2 separate regions of the Mus musculus genome follow, and region 2 is linked to region 1. The links are chromatin contacts, called in public Micro-C maps. All regions are on one chromosome and are shown on one strand. Each heading gives the region's core, a stretch centred on a gene start, on an enhancer-like site or on the middle of the called end of the contact. The rest is flanking DNA. Distances are from core to core; before and after follow the strand shown.

The links. Hi-C and Micro-C count contacts between places; a contact is called where the count stands out from the background.
Region 2: a contact with region 1 is called in a Micro-C map of the HL-1 cell line, with 2.7 times the contacts expected there. The contact joins the enhancer-like site here to the promoter of Ntrk1 in region 1. A contact is called at or near these places in 6 of 39 promoter capture datasets (the C10 cell line, the HPC-7 cell line, cranial neural crest and 1 more), 2 of 15 datasets of contacts at CTCF or cohesin (the G1E-ER4 cell line and embryonic stem cells), 10 of 484 Hi-C or Micro-C datasets (the G1E-ER4 cell line, the HL-1 cell line, embryonic stem cells and 1 more), 8 of 115 datasets of contacts at active chromatin or transcription factors (embryonic stem cells, pancreatic cancer cells and stem cell-derived neural progenitor cells) and 4 of 9 other capture datasets (adipose tissue, embryonic stem cells, liver and 1 more).

The regions. Positions count from the first base shown.
Region 1 is chr3:87,792,862-87,798,201 of GRCm38.p6, forward strand. Ntrk1 (neurotrophic tyrosine kinase, receptor, type 1) reads right to left here and starts at 2,301. Exons shown (of 17, transcript NM_001033124.1): 1 at 2,072-2,301. The coding sequence starts at 2,283. Insrr (insulin receptor-related receptor) reads left to right here and starts at 4,090. Exons shown (of 22, transcript NM_011832.2): 1 at 4,090-4,647. The coding sequence starts at 4,563.
Region 2 is chr3:87,980,833-87,986,172 of GRCm38.p6, forward strand. No RefSeq gene overlaps it. Among named protein-coding and RNA genes, the nearest start is that of Nes, 12 kb to the left of the region's middle. Within about 2 kb of position 2,224, at least 131 of the 459 cell types and tissues checked have an H3K27ac peak or open chromatin away from gene starts, as enhancers often do. A contact at or near this core is called in the HL-1 cell line, the HPC-7 cell line, adipose tissue and 4 more, where this site is marked.

The DNA of each region.
Region 1 (5,340 bases), core at 1,051-3,550:
AGCAAGCAGCCCTTGGGGTGGAGTGGCTGTGGGCGCAGTCCTATCTTGTAGTTCTGGCATCTTGGAGTTCCTGTGAACACACTCCCCTGTAATGACATGTCCTCTGTGGGGGCATGTCCATGGCCTCCTCTTTTCCCCATCCCTGCGTGTGCTAGGGGCTCTTGACTCACTAACAGTTCTCAGAACTCTTCCCCCTCAAAACCTTTGGTTCTTCCCCACAGCAACCCCTACTCTCTCCTCTCCAGCACTTTGCCAAACCAAGCAAGAAGCATAGAGCCATTGGGCGCTCCCCGAGCCCCTCCTTAATCGTGAGGGACCCAGGAAGGGAGAGAGGATCCTGGAGTGGATGGACTCACAGATAAGGAGATGGAGACCCCAAGACAGAGATAAGGGCTGAGAACCAGGGAGGCAAAAGACAGACAGACAGACAGACAGACTTGTTTGGGAACTTTCCCTTGGCTTAAAAAAAAAAAAAAAGGAGTAAGGGAACCAGTCAGTCCAAGGGACCCTGTGCTTCCCTGATCCCAGCCTTGTTCCCCATAGGATGGCTATGTGTCTGTCCTCCCCCTGGAGTTCTAAGGAATTGTTGCTAGCCACGTTGAGGGAGTCCAGATCCCTGTTCTGCCCCCAAGGGTTTCAAGCTATAGAGACCCAGGGAGTTGCTAAGAAGATCTATGTAGCCGGGTATGTGTGAGCTGTCAGGCAGTGTGTGTGCTTCATGCCGCCTCATTTGTTCAGATTCATAATCAATCTGTCTATTTGAGTCCATTAGCTCCCTGTTAGCTATGCGGGTGAGGGAGGAGGGAGAGGATTGTGCAGGAGGAGTTGGGAGGATCAGGCCCCACCCAGGGGGGTGAACATTTCAGCTCACCACCCTGCCAGCCTCTTCCTCAATAATCTAGGCTTGCCCACTACCCCTGTCCCTGGGCTGGACTCCCTTGGAGTCTTGAAAGGCTCTGAAGAACGAGAACATTGATGGAAACAATCAGGAGGCTGGACTCTGGTTTGAATGGACAGGCCGGGGAGTAACCATCTAGACTTCAAACCCCATCCCATCCTGCAGGAGCCTAGACCCAGACCAAGACAAGGCCATCTCCTCTCTTCTTGGTCTCCCTAGGGCCATTAGAAAGAGATTGAGTACCTCCGTTAATTACCACAAGATGCCCGAGTAACTCGGTGCCAATCACTGCAGGCTGCTAGCTCCACCAGCGTGCAGAATACTCAAGTATTTTCCAGCCATCACTGTGTGATGCGGAGTTCCTTCAGGTCAATTATACTCTCAAAGGTCTCACTAGCTGCTACAAAGTACTTGAGTATTTTGTAACCGATTATTGCACATTGTCTAAGTACTGCAGAGCTGAAGGTTCCTCCCAGCTCTGGACCTGGAAAATGGGAAAATCACTCAGCAACAGCCCTGACTCCCTGATACAAGAAGGGAGACAAAGGTGAAAGGAGAGATGGGTGAGCAGAGAGAGAAGCAAAGGGGTTTCGTTCCCTGCTTCCCGCATCCAAATCAAGGAGACTTGTGGTCAGTGGAAAGGAAAAAAGAGCTCAGACACCAAGCTGGTTCCTCACCATCTCCCACCAACTCCAGCTCAATCACAAATCCAGAGAAGAGCTGGATTCCCTGCATGACAAGGAAGAGGTTGGGGGCTGGCTTCCCCCTAAGTAAAAGAAGATAGCAAAGGTGCCACACTGCCAAATTCTGCACAGCTAACCACTCCTCCATGGGCTTAGGAACTTGGGCTCTTGATTGAACCCCACAAAAAGGTTCTTATCCTAGATCGCTGGACCAATGCCTAATCCACCTAGTTTCGGTCTTGCTCTACCCCAAACCAGCACCACAGTTAGCTACCCTTAATCCTGAGCGACATCCAGACAGTGACTGCGCGGCTCTGCCAGGGTGGTGGCAGCGGGAGAAGCCGCCGCAGCACAGCCAAAGGCTACACGTGCCAGTCTCCTACAGCAGCCAAGCCTGACCCCTCAAGCCAGAGGTGAATGAGTGCGCGCCCTCGGGGAAGGGCTGTGCCCTCCTGACCCCGCACCCCTCCCCCGAACGACACACACTCACAGCTCCGTCAGGTTCCCGGCGCCCCGCAGGCCGCGGAGGGTATCCAGGGACCCTGCCCTGGTGCAGCGCAGCCCCGAGGGGCCCACGGGACAGCAGACCTCGCGACAGGATGCGGCGGAGGCACAGGCCAGCATCAACGAAGTCATCAGACTGCCTAGCCCCGCGGCCGGGCGATGCCAGCCCAGCTGCCCGAGCCGCTGGCCTCGCAGCATCGCGGCGGCGCCCGCCTTGCTCGGGCCGCGCAGCCGTCCGTGCGCTCCTAGCTGCCGCCGCCCGGCCTCGCGCGACACGTGCGCGGGGCGGTGTTAAAGACTAGCCACCAGGAGAGGGCGGCACCCACGGCCCCGCCCCGCCCCGCCTGCCAATGCCCCCAGTGCCCCCTCCCCTTTTGAGGCCCTAATGCCAGCTCGCCTTCCTAATGTCCCTCGCGGCTGCAGGAGACCTGGGGCGGGGGGCTGCCATAGATTGCCTCACAAGTGTCTTCTGAGGCTGGGGGAGCTAGGAAGCTGATACCTTATTTCTCACAGTAAAACAGCTGCATTTTCAGATTTGCGGGGAAGTGGAGAAATTGAGCAAGGGAAGGGTTGAAGTCCAGGTCATCCCAGCCAGCCTCACGGTGCACTTTACTTAAGAGGGTGTGCATGTCACTTGGAATAAGTTAGGTGAACGCTCTCCAGACCCTAGTAAGGAAAGGGAGAGGGCCTCAGCATGGCTGGATGCAGAACCTGGGGAGAAAAATAGTGGGAGAGAAGAGTCCTTAGAACACAATTGGAGGAAGATTGGAAAGTGGAGACCTCTCGGTCCTCAAAAGACCACAGGGTGGCGCTAGAAGCCCTCGCGCCCGGCGTTTGCGCTCGGCCTGGGGCTTCGAGGGCGGAGAAGAGCAGTTCTGAGCCTTTCTAAGCTGTGCCTCTGGTCTTAGGGTCAGTTCCCAATCCTAACCATCCATCTGGGGCCCCAGAGCCGAGCCATGGCCAGGCAGACCAAGCTTGGCATCGATCGCCGTCCTGACAAGAGCATCGATTTCTGTGCGGAGAAATTAATAGATCTCTTAGTTCTTCGGACGTGGGAGCTGGGAACCATCGGCTCACGGTATTTGTGAACCTGGGAAGTCTCAGGCCCAGCATCCAGGCCACTAAATGGCAAGTCTTGCGCAATGGCCTTCTTGACTGCACGTATAAGTGTCGCGTTTAAGAGATCATCCCATCATGAATTGTCCTCCAAGTGGCCCCGAATAAGTACATATATAGAGACCCACTAAGCATCCTGAGTTCTTAAAAGTAACCAAATGGAGCCAGGCAGTGGTGGCACACGCCTTTAATCCCAGCACATGGGAGGCAGAGGCAGGCAGATTTCTGAGTTCGAGGCCAGCCTGGTCTACTTCCAGGACAGCCAGGGCTACACAAAGGAACCCTGTCTCGAAAAACCAAAAAAAAAAAAAGTAACCAAATGAAGGAGGAATCTCACAGAGAGAAGAACGACTCGTCTCCTAGGGATTTGAGCCAAAACCAAGGGATTTGACGGGGACATACCCCGCGCCAAGGAAGTATGTTCAAAGTAGCCTCGGGAGGCTGGGAAGGGCTGTGAGAGGCGAAGTGGTGAGGTCGAAGTGGTGAGGTCTTCAGGTTTCACCAGTGGAGTCCGACCTGTCCAGGCTGCGGGAAGTTACCCCGCAGATGTCAAAACACCTGTTGGACTCCAGAACTCCCCTGCAAATCAAGCCAGGGAGCCCAGCCGCTCCCTCCAGATCTGCAGCGAGCGGGTTGGGGGGGTGGGGATGGGGGAGAGAGGGAAACTGAGACAGAGAGAGGGGTTCCAGAGCTCAGTTCTTGGCCCCCAACCTTATTTCCCCAACACATCTGTCCCCCACCTCCCTCAGTTGACAGGCTAAATATTTTCCCTTGACTTGGTGGGAGGGGCGGAGAGAACAGAGAAGTCGGCGGGCGGCGGCGTAAACCAATCCGTTTCTGGAAAGGGCGGGAGCTGGGCGAGGTCCCTGCCTTTCTGCCCCACCAGCCGCGGCCGGTCGACCGAGAGTGGAAGTCTGCATGTCCAGGAGGTCCGCGGAGTGTCTCGGGGTGGAGTGCTGCGGGTGTCTCGGGACCCCGCTGCCGCCCCTTGGGGCACTCCCGGGGCTCACCGGGGGCTTCCACTCTGCCTCCCCTCAGGACTGCCTGGACTGTCTGGATCTTTGTGTTCTGAATCATCCTCCCTCTGGATGCCTCTCTGAGGCTCCTCCACTCCTATCTGCATCTCTGTCCCAGTATCTGTCTCTGGACCACACTGAGGCTGTCTCTAGCTGCTTGTCACAGGCTTTGTTTCCTCTGTTCCGAAATTCTTTTCTATCTCCCGCGGTCTCTATTTGAGATCTCTAATCCCTTTGCCTTTGTGTGTCGTCGTCGTCCCCACCCCTGCCACTTCACACTGGAACCTGGGTCTGCATCCTCCTTTCTCCCTGGAGGATACCTGGAAGACAACCAGGGCTGAGGTCATGGCAGTGCCTGCTCTGTGGCCCTGGGGAGTACACTTGCTTATGAGCCTGCTGTCCTTGGGATCTGGCCTGGACACACTAGAGGGTGAGTCCCCAGCAACGTCCGTCTAACCCCCATCTCCCTCCAGAACACCTATACTTAACTTAGTCTTTGGTTGGTTGGTTTTGGTGTCTCCAGACAGGGTTTCTCTGTGTTACCCTGGCTGTCCTAAAACTCTATCTGTAGACCAAGCCGGCCTTGAACATAGAGATCCACCTGCCTCCACCTCTCAAGAGCTGGGGTTGAAGGTGTGCAGCACAACTGATTCCTAGTTAGTCTTTATTGGGACGGGAAGACGAGGATCAGCTCTCAGAAGGACTTTTTGCCAGCTAGAACTGTTATATGAAGAGTTTTCTCTCTCAGCTCCCCTAAGAGGTTAAGGAGTTAGAAATGGAACGAACAGATGTTCTTCAACTCACGGCTGTTAGTGAAACCGCGATCCCAGTAAAGTCTGAGTTTAAACCAAAATGAGACTGAGAATTGGAGGTTGCTTCTAGGGCCACTGACTGATAAGAGGCAGGCTGGGATCGAAGCTGAAAACCAGGCACCATTAAGCAATTTGACTTACTGTGTGGATTGTAGGCTCAGAGACAGGAGAGGCAGACCCAGGGCAAGTCCTGAGCTCTGGCACCCCAGGCTTTCATCTGTGTTGGTGGGGACCCTGGGGTCCCACTGTGGGCAGGAGGGCTGTCTGAGAGAGGACTGCCTCTCCTCCGTAACTCAGTGATATACCTCAGA
Region 2 (5,340 bases), core at 974-3,473, 190 kb after region 1:
TGGGTGGCTGCCTGGGGCAGGGAGAACAGGAGGGGATTGGAGGAAGCCTCTGCTTTGGGCAACTGAGGCCTCCCATGGCACTGAAGCAGGAGAGAGGGAAGAAGTGTGGATAGCAGGGCCAGGAGAAGGTAAGAGAGCTGCCAGGTGCAGTGCGCTACATAATGCCGGAGTGACTCTGAACCAGGTCCCACAGTAGCCTTCTCTCCCGACATCTATGCAGTGTAGGGAGGTTCTAGAGGTTCCTGGATTTAGGTACCCACAGGCCTCAACATTTGGGTACCCAAAGAAAAACACCTCTTAGGTAAACACTGCTGGGAGGAAGACCAATGCTCAGACCCTCATTTAGATACTCTGAAGGGGAAGGGACTGGTTGCTCTCCACAGGGCCATCATAAGCGCCAAGCAGGCCCCTTTCCTTAGGACTAAGAGTTCCCAAGGAGGGTGGACAAGGGCTGTCTTGCCAGCTGGCACTGTGGGCTCCTCTGTGCACACCCTTCCTTCATACCCATGTTCTGGTTCCGGGGTCCATTTCATCCACACCCTTGCCCTGGGGTCCAGGATCCCGACTGTGCTTCTCCACCCTCCTGGAAGCCCTAGTCTCCATTCTCTCCTTCCTGTACTAACAACAAGGTCCTCCTGTCTACTTGCCAGCTAACAGGCAGACACCAGCATGTTGGCATCAGGCAGGCAAGGCCCGCCCCTCTAATAGGACAAGACATCCTCTGCCTTCTCTCTTCAGGCCTTTCAGTACCACTGCTTGGGTGGACACCAAGGACAGAGCTAAGCCAACTAGCCCTGCCTTGTACCGGATCCCCTTCCTGTCTCCTCACGAGCCTGTGGTCCTCTACAGTTATCCCAGCTGGCCACTGATGCTAATAACCCTATGACACAGGGGTTGGGATGTAAGTTAGACAGAAGGGTGGACTTCCCTAAGAGGATATACAGCAGGAGGTATGTATGCGTGGAAATGGCCCAGTGTCCAAGCAGCAAGAGACGTAAGATCTGGACAGTGTCAGGGACACCCTGGTTGTGACCCTCAGTGTGGTTGTTAGTCTACTGACTGTCCGTCCATACAGCGCAGCCTCTTCAGGACGCTGACAACTTGCAACACAGCTCTTTGTATAGGAACTCCTGAGCAAAGGCCACCAACTTGAAATGGTGTCTGGAGACAGATGCATGCTGGGTAGGAGTGCAGAGTAGGGCAGGCTACTCTGAGTGGCCTGTGGTGGGGTGAGGGGTGTTCCTAGGGTGTGTGTGTGTGGTGGGGGGAACCTAGAACACATGAGATCTAGGGCAGTGGAAGACAAAGCAGGCAGGGTGGTGGGAAGGAAGGAAGAAGCAGAGAAAGCCTTGGTGAGATTGCAGGAAGCCCTGGCAGAGGGGCAAAGTCCTCACCAGGAAGCCAGGAAGCCAGGAAGCATGGATTCTTCCTAAGAAAGATGAACTTCTGAAAGGTTTATGCACAGGTGTCACCGCCCTGTCCCCCCCTCCCCCCCAGTTCTGCTTCCTGAGAAGGGCTGAGCAGGGCCCAGCGGGAGCCTGCCAGTGGTGCAGGCAGAGGCCAAGGTGCAGGAGGGGACAGTAAGATGGGGGAATGACGTAAACTCTTGGCAGCTGTGTAGGAGACCGGACACAGGACAGGCATGTCCCAGGGCTGCATGCAAGCAACTGGATGTGCGGTGCCCTTTTCCAAGACAGAGAGGCAAGCAGAGGGCTGTGACAGCAGAGAGTATGCATGTGACTCAGGAGAGCAGGGGCAGGAGCTGGAATAGAGCAGAGCAGTATAGAGTGAGGAGAGGCCCACGGAGGCCCTGGGGACCCCCAGAAGGCTGACCATGTGGCCCAAGAGGGCAAAAACAGGGCCAAGGCCTCTCAGAAGGTTCCAGCACGATAGTGAGTGCTTCAGGGAAGCAAGGTCCGGTTGGTGCCTGGAAGCCCCCTGAGTGACAACTGTACATGCTTCTAAGGGTAGAGGACCCCCAGGAGTGAGGCGGGGGCAAGAGAGGAAATGATCCCCAACACACCCACGGTATGAGACAGTGGGAGGTTATTCTGGGGCCTCCTTCAGTAAATATAGCCTCTGAGCTAGTTGGAGTTGGGCGGAGAAGGGGGGCCCAGCGGAGGTGGCTTCCTCAGTTTGTTTGGGGCACTTCCTTATAAGGCTGAGCAGGCTGAGGCGCCTCCAAGGGTGAGGTCAGGGGCAGAGGCTCCCTCCTGCCCAGTCTGATGCTGTCCCTGTAGCTGCCAGAGTCCCAAAGGAAATCAAAGTCTAGGCTTTGTACTACAGCCAAAGGCGCAAGCCAAGCGTGGCCTCTTAAAGCACTCCCTCCCCCATCCTGCTTGGGACACCCATCCTGGGTGGGACTCTCTTGGGCCCCTTGATTCCTCAGAGCCTGGGTTTTCTACCTGTAAGGTCCTGGGTGAGGGGAATTCTTCCTAGAGACTCCAAACATTTCTCAGATGAATGACATCACCCTTGATCCCCTCCTCAGCGCTCAGCCACCGGGGTGGGGGTGGGGAAACCAACCCGGGATTCATTCATTGTCTGAAAGAAAATCCCCCCTCTCCATTCTTGTGCTGCCCACACTCCACACCCCAGCCTCGCCCTGGGATGCCAGCTGTTGCCACTTGACCCATGCTGATGCAGCTGCTGTCAACCCTGCCAGCCTCTCTGGTGGGGGGACGAAGGAATGTAGTTTCATTTCGTCTGGAATGTGCTATCTGTACTACCGGTAGAAGGGGAGCCCACCCAGCCCAGAAAACCAGAGAAGACTCTGGCCGTAGGGATAGGCCCCAAGTTTCTATTGTATGCCGTCCCACCCCATCTGTGTGTGTGGGGGGGGGCAGGGAGAGGGCTAAATTCTAGGGTGGGCTCAACAGCAGGAAGGCTGGAAGTTAGCGGTGAGTCCTCCTGAGAGGAGGGAGAAGAGCCTGAACTACCCTGGTTCAGGTAGTGAAGAAAGGTTGCCAGCAGCTGTCTCTGAGCCCAGGAGCCACCTTAGGACCACACTAGAGCATGAAGCTGCCATAGAGCTGTGGGCACCGCTTGGTTCAGGGGCAGAGGAGCCGAGGCGTGAAGCCTCCAGCAGTTTGCTTTGGTACGCAAAGGAACCAGTGCTTCTTCTTCTAGCTTCCCCTGCTTTCTCCACCCTGAACCCTCTCACACCACCTCCTAACTCAACATCTGCCAGCAGGTCAGGAATAGTAAACCTGCCTCTAGCCTCAGCCCTCTCCAGCCCTGGTGCCCAGGGGCTCCTCCTGCCACCCCATAATCTAACGACCATTCTGTATGCCCTATCCCAAAAGGATGGGGCCCAGTTGTCTGAACCCCAGGTCCTGGCACTTCTTCTTCCCTTTCAGAGTCCCCTTTAATCATGGACCTCCCTCCTCACCCTTACAACTCAGCTGCGGTTCCATAAATAAACTGAGGCAGGTGCCAGGAGGCCTCTGTCGAGGAACCCCCACCCTGCAGCTGTGGGATCAGCTGCTCACAATCTGTTGGCCTTAGGCCCCAAAGGGGTGCCTCCTCAGGAGACTTTGGCTAGCTCTGAAATCCCCCTGATTTCTCTGGGGCCCTGTGTTCCCACTAATGGACCTCACTCAGCACAAAATGATCCCTTTGACTTTCCCTTCTCTTGCCTCTCTCCCCTCCCACCAGGCATCCAGAATGGCTCTGCCTCTCCAGGATGGCTATGAGTTCCAGACACCTTAGAGGGAACTTCAGCTGACTCTAATGGGGGAAACTGAGGCACAGAGTAACATATCTTAGTCAATAATGTAGTGTCTCCAGATGCCTCTTGGGGTCAGCAGAACATGGGCCAGGGAGCTTTGGGCTGTCTTTCATTGAGTATTGTCTTAGTCAGGGTTTCTATTCCTGCACAAACATCATGACCACGAAGCAAGTTGGGGAGGAAAGGGTTTATTCAGCTCACACTTCCACACTGCTGTTTATCACCAAGGAAGTCAGGACTGGAACTCAAGCAGGTCAGGAAACAGGAGCTGATGCAGAGGCCATGGAGGAGTGTTACTTACTGGCTTGCTTCCCATGGCTTGCTCAGCTTGCTTTCTTATAGAACCCAGGACTACCAGCCCAGAGATGGCACCACCCACAAGGGGATCTCCCCCCTTGATCACTACTTGAGAAAATGCCTTACAGCTGGATCTCGTGGAGGCATTTCCCCAACTGAAGCTCCTTTCTCTGTGATAACTCCAGCTTGTGTCAAGTTGACACACAAAACCAGCCAGTACAAGTATTAAATATGAGTAGTATTTAATTCCAGTCTTAAGTGGTCAGAAGCCTTCTCTCTGTTAACAATCCACTTAAACACCAAGGCATCTGGGTAGCCTGAGACTCAGGGTCCACCCACTTAGCCTATCACTTGAGCCACTGGCCCAGTGGGAGAGCATTCACATCCTATCTGCCTCTTTCCTAGCCTTTCCTCATTTTCTGTCCATGAACTTTTCAGTTCTTCTGCCCAGGAGGAAGCTAGCTATTTTTGCAGCAAGCCAAATAGAAGGCAGACATCAGGAAGGACCTCCGTTTGGGAAAGGGAGAGCCAGTTGCATCAGGCTCTGAGAGAGGGGGCACCTACGCAGGCACTCTGGTCAGGATCTGACTACAGAGCCTGAAAAAGATCTCTGACAAGGAGGTGAATTTTTAGAAGTCTTCGGGAACTGCTAAGTCACTGTGGACACTAGGACAATGGGACCCTTTCTCTCTCCACGCAGGAGTCAGGCCGACAGACAGGGCCTCCCGGCTGGGACAAAGGCCCCAAGTGAAGTCAGGCAGTGTTGTGGGAGGCAAGGGTATGGTGAAGAACTGGGAGGTGGAATGTGTCAGAGCATCCAGAGGCAGCAGGAACCTGGCAGAAGGCCAAATCACAGGCTCCTAAGCGCCGTGCCCCCTGGGCAACGCTCAAGCTGCTACCTATTGCCCTGGGTGGGTCTCTCTTTTCCAATACCTCTTAAATCCGGGGAACAAGACATCCTGATGGGGACCCCACTCAACTCATATGTGGAGGAGGCTGAGAGTCAGGGCACACAGTCAGGGTCCCAACAGTGACAGCTGGCAGCCGTGGCCGAGGTGTGGCCCTACTCCAAGTCTCCAAAGAGGTGTGCTGGTGCTCTATGTGTGACTCCCGAGGCACTGGCTAGCTACTGTCCATTCAGGGCACTGCTGAGTTATTCCAGGACACCCCCTTCCCTCTTCCTCCCCTCCCCCCCCCCCTTCCCCAGGAAGCTCAACAAGCCAGGAGGAGGTTTCCTGTTTGCTGCCCTGCCAGAGAGGCCCAGCAGGTGAGGGAGGACTCTGATTCTAGTCTCCCATCCACTTCTGGGACTC